Linked DNA regions of Ovis aries: region 1 is linked to region 2. Evidence: chromatin contacts called from public Hi-C data. All regions are on one chromosome and are shown on one strand. The core of a region is the stretch at or near the end of the contact, and the rest is flanking DNA. Distances in the headings are between cores, read along the strand shown.

Region 1 (2,700 bases), core at 148-2,647, 150 kb before region 2:
ATAACTCATATAGAGACTGTACAGTATGCTACTTTGAGTAAAGGAAGTAATAAGATACAAATACTGGAGTCATACCCTTGTTCTAAAGCCATGGTTCTCAAAACATTTTAAGGAGTATGCAGGACAAAGAAATAAACATATTTTAATTTGTATATGTTGATAATACCTGTGATGCTCAATTCTATACCTCTATTTGGCGGGGCCATAGGGTGCCCAGATATTTGGTCAAGCATTATTCTGGGTGTGTATGTGAGGGTGTTTCCGGGTGAGATTAATATTTGAGTCAGTAGATTAAGTAAAGCAGATTTCCCCCTAATTGAGAGAGTGGGCCTTATCTAATCAGCTGAAGGACTGACTAGATTAAAAGGCTGATATTCCTGCAAGTCAGAGAGATTTTTTCCTACCTTGAGACTGAAATGTCAACTCTTTATGGTTCTCAAGCCTGCCAGCCTTTGGACTGGAACTGAAATGTTAACTCTCCTGGTTCTGTTCCTTTCAACTTGGACTAGAAGTACATCAGCTCTCCTGGGCTTCCAGCTTAAATACTTACCCTCCAGATCTTGAGACTTCTCAGCTCCCACAATCATGTGAGCTGATTCCTTGTAATAATTCTCTTTATAATTATAAATACACACACACATCTTAACGGTTCTGTTTCTCATAAGGACACTAATATCATACCATAGATATACATGTGTACTTACTTATTCTTCACATCTTCAGAATAGTCAACAAATAAAAATCTATTTCGGGGAATGCTTATGCAAATCCACAAGAAGTTGGGAAATACTAGGCAACAGCTAACTTCTCACATCTGATAAACCTCTTAAGAATGTATCTGCCTCTCTGAGAGTGCTGCTTTTCTCTAAAACAACATGGCTAGTTCCAGGAGAAAGTGAGGGGACTCAGGAGCAGCAGAACCAAAGAATACATGTCGATCAACTCATTCCTAAAAGTGTTACCTTGAAGGATAGAAAGTTTGAGCAACTCTTTTGTAACATTTCCTGTTTATGTTGCCTTCAACCAGCTTTTGCAGCTCTCTGTCTATGGCATTTTTAGTGGACTTGGCAGTATCGTGAATCATACCCATGATCTGTCTCGTGACTGGTTGGTGACTGCTGGCAGCTGGATGGGGAATCCATTGAACAGAATACATTTTTCTAATCCTTTCGTATGTTTGGTCTAAGTGCTATCATCAAGTCAGCATTAAATAAATGTTTTATGATTCTGGTTTTTAAATCTCCAAAATAAAGATAATAATGCCAGCTATATATTTTAAAATACGGTAGGAAAATTATAAAATGCAAAAGTATTACAAAATAATACTTTTGCTTTTCAGATGAAATGGTGCAAACAGAAAGTGTTATTGTAAACACTAGAAGGCACTATTTCACTACCGAGGCGGACAATGACTCTACCACAAATTTCTTGTATCATAAACTCCTCCTCTTGCCCAATTTCTATTCAAGAACAAAAAGTATGAGAAACTTTAAAATATACATTTGTACAATATACTAAGCAGTGCAAAGAAAAGGGAAAAGGAGAACTAATGTATAAAGGACACTATGAAAAAATGTAAATTCAATAGAAAGAAGACAGAAACAAAAAACCTGCAATAGGTGATAAAGCAGAAGAGGGATAATGGGAAGAAAATGAGGTCAAAGCAAGTTTCTTTTATACAGAGTAATATATGGGAAGTATTTTCAACGTCACAACTCTTTGTCATGTTGTATTGAAAAATCCTGATTTACAATTAGTCACTGGCTCTCTAGGTCTGTGTGGGCTTCCCTTTCCAACCTTTTTCACCCATCCTATTTCTCTCAACTGCACTTTGCAGAGAGGATGCTAGGGATGTGTCAGAATCCAAAATGAAGACAAGGATTAGGGAGGGGGTTTGGAGTTTCCCTGAAAACGTAAGTGCTGTTTTGATAGTACTGCTCGTTGGAAGAAAAGTGACAAATTTCCTACTTATATCTCCCTAGATAATTATGTATCTGAATGCTTCATTTTGAGACTTAGAAAGGAATTGAGGGGACTGTGAGTGACAGAGAACAAAACTGGCCTAGACTGTGTGGTTAGACGAAGAAGGCCATGGCACCCCACTCCAGTACTCTTGCCTGGAGAATCCCATGGACGGAGGAGCCTGGTAAGCTGCAGTCCACGGGATCACAAAGAGTCGGACACGACTGAGCGACTTCACTTTCACTTTTCACTTTCATGCATTGGAGAAGGAAATGGTAACCCACTCCAATGTTCTTGCCTGGAGAATCCCAGGGACGGGGGAGCCTGGTGGGCTGCCGTCTATGGGGTCTCACAGAGTCGGACATGACTGAAGTGACTTAGCAGCAGCAGTGTGGTTAGAGGCTTTTTAAAAAATTTAACATTTGGAACTTAAGGCTTCACAATAACTTGAGGTTCATTTGTTGTTTGGTTGCTGGTGATTTTGCTTTGTTTCGTTTTCTCTTTCTCTGAAAGAATACCTTCTTCACCTTTTAATTCTTGACAATTAAAGGGATCCAGAAGGAAGCAGCACAGAGCTGGCTGGCTGCTGGTTGTGATATAAATTTAAAGAGGCATCTTGAGATTGGATTCTATTAATACTAGTCTATTTCTGAAGTCAACTTAGAAAAGGAAACAGGAACTGAAAGTAACAGATTTGTCCAAATCAAACACTGTACATTTAAGAACCTAGGCAATCAT
Region 2 (2,700 bases), core at 22-2,521:
GCAACCTATGGTAGTTGTACCTTAAGGTGGCGCTTTGTTGGCTGCATATATTGTCCTAAAGTCAAACAGTCCACATCTGCCTCACGAAGAGCTATAGGAAGAAAAGCACACATTACATGAGCAGATTTTTTTTTTACAGTGCTATCTGTATGCATTGCTGTAAAGAGTAGCTTTTAATTATTATTTGAACTTATTACTCTTCGAACCAATAGATAACTGCAAGTTCGCCAAGGGCCTTCAGGTAAAATAAAAGCTTTTATATTTTAAAATTTAAGAAGCTCAAGAATTGCAAAGCAAACAGATTTAATAGACTAAAAGTCAAAAGCACACCATGCTATGTAACAATGCTGTAAGTAAGCACTTTCTCAAAGGCCTGGATTCATCTTAGTCATCTTTGAGCTGTCAGTGGTTGACAGAGCTCCTGGTACCTGGCTAGCACTCAAAAATTGTCTTGACTGGACAAGAAAAGCAGACAAAATCATGTTTTTAGTTGATGAAAGGGTAAGGAATAAAATGGAATGCAAATTCCACATTCTAAGCATCCTGTACATCATTCCATAAAGTTTTAAGAAAACATTCTTCCTTTCCTTTCTATGCTGCTGTTTATAACCACATCCTAAATTTTTGTTCTCACTAGCACTTTCACTGAGACTATGGAGAAAGCATACCAGGTCTTCCAAAGTGGGATTCCTGCTATCACTCAAGTTAAATGGAAAAGAGTTTTCATTTTTCAATTTCTTTACCTTTCATCGTGGCATATACTTGGTCATCATTCTCACCTAAACCCAACATAATAGATGTTTTAGAAATAACATCAGGTCGAACCTCCTTGGCATGTTTTAGTACGCGTAGAGACTGGTCAAAATTGGCCCGGGGATCACGAACTTTCCTTGAAAACAGCAGAGCTGTTGTCAGCAAGAATAACCACAAACTCAACTAAGTACATAATTATGCAAGCAAGCTGAAACACCAGGAAGGTACATTCTGGACATCACGCTGCATCATATGGGTCAATGGCAGCATTTGTGCACAAATGTCTAACTGTTACTTTGGGAAAGAAAATAAGGCTTCACTAGGCCCCCAGTTCTGTTGACTTTTCAGGCCTTTCAAGCCTGGGGCAGGGAAAATGAGAACAGAAGTCATGAATGAAGTAATTCAGTTTATGAATTACTTATTGAGAAACCAGGATTCTTCAGCCGGAGAATGAGTGGTTATAAGGGTAACTGAGAGAAGGGGGAAACATGGAAGAAAATTTCGATACTGAACAAAGAAAAAACTGTTTAACCTGAACCATTTCAGAGGACTGAAACTTCTATGTTCATTTCTTTTCTAAAGACTAAGCTGCCCTCTGCTGGTAACTCACAGCATTGACATTTCTTAGGTTTAAAAAAAAAAAAAAGCACTATTCTGGAATTTTCACTGGAAAGGATAATGTTTTTTAAATGAAAACAGAGAAACTGGCACCCACTGGTGGTGGGATCATAAGATATGACAAGGCTGGAACAGGCTGTGTGCTTGACTTCAACAGGGGACAAACCACCAAGTTTTAAATGGATAAAGGCCCAAAGGACACAGTTGCTGACGTTAAATTGCATTGATTTGAACTCTAATGTACCTTTATTCTGTGTAACTGATCTGTTGTTATGGTTGCTATTTTTAATCAGAGACCAGTTCACACAGGAGGAGAGGGAACAAATTTATGAATTTAAAAGTAACCACAATACTGATAATAAGGAAAATACTTTTTGAAAGTATTTATCCACTGAATTTAAATTATGCTCCCTAATACAGTTATGATTTAGTAGAAATGCTGGTTGTTGTTTATCATACTTCTGACACAGAATAACGTGTAGAACCTAATAAAATCACTACCAAATGCTTTACTAAAATAATGAAAATGAATGTATAATCTTGCCTGAAATTTTTTATTTTTCTGAAATACGAATAGTTATTGATACAGAATAACAATCTATAATTATTCTTAACTACTAAAATTACTAGGAAGAGTAAGAAAGCACAGTACCTACTTTTTTAAAAGAGACTTAAAATACATCTGAATGATACCATTTTTTTTCAGCATCACTTACTGTATATATTATTGTCAAATGCATTGTTATATGTCCTTTTTTAGAACTACAATCAATTGCTCTTTTGTAATATGTTTCTTTTTGAAAATTGTTCTTTGGGAAAAAAACCCAGCTCATCAGCACTTGCAATACTTTACCAAAAAAAGGAAAGAAAAAAAGATGCTAGTTATGTTTGTATGCGTATACCAAAACATATACACACATGCATAAATATGTAAGTATATAGACACTGAGATGTAAGTAACTGATATTACCAGGTGGAAATATGGATGATGTCTACACTCTTTTTGTTGTCTATATTTTCTAATATTTCTGTACTAGACATATATATATTTTTTAAAAAACACAGTTTTGTTTAAAGAGAGTTCACTTTATAAAATTACAATCTTCTCCCCTGAAAGAAAGTATAGCAGATTTGACCCTCCAAACTTCCCAACATTACTCCATACATGAAATCACCTCTGTAATTCTGGAACTGTTTCTACATTATGTGCGTATACATCTAATCCTGACAGGGCAACTTTCTCTATCGCTTTAAGATCTCCTCGGAAATCAGGGGTGAGACATTCCACAAGAATTTTTGGATTCCTATAGTGAAAAAGAGATAGGTATC

Evidence for each region. A called contact is a pair of places that touch in the nucleus more often than the background predicts.
Region 1: a Hi-C map of liver shows a contact between it and region 2, with 6 times the contacts expected there. The contact joins two enhancer-like sites. A contact is called at or near these places in 9 of 16 Hi-C or Micro-C datasets (blood, hypothalamus, liver and 3 more).

The regions. Positions count from the first base shown.
Region 1 is chr6:59,459,233-59,461,932 of ARS-UI_Ramb_v3.0, reverse strand. No RefSeq gene overlaps it. Among named protein-coding and RNA genes, the nearest start is that of SMIM14, 34 kb to the right of the region's middle. Within about 2 kb of position 1,397, at least 9 of the 54 cell types and tissues checked have an H3K27ac peak or open chromatin away from gene starts, as enhancers often do. A contact at or near this core is called in liver, where this site is marked.
Region 2 is chr6:59,309,767-59,312,466 of ARS-UI_Ramb_v3.0, reverse strand. LIAS (lipoic acid synthetase) reads right to left here. Exons shown (of 10, transcript XM_042251319.1): 7 at 744-889; 8 at 21-91. Among named protein-coding and RNA genes, the nearest start is that of RPL9, 12 kb to the right of the region's middle. Within about 2 kb of position 1,271, at least 7 of the 54 cell types and tissues checked have an H3K27ac peak or open chromatin away from gene starts, as enhancers often do. A contact at or near this core is called in liver, where this site is marked.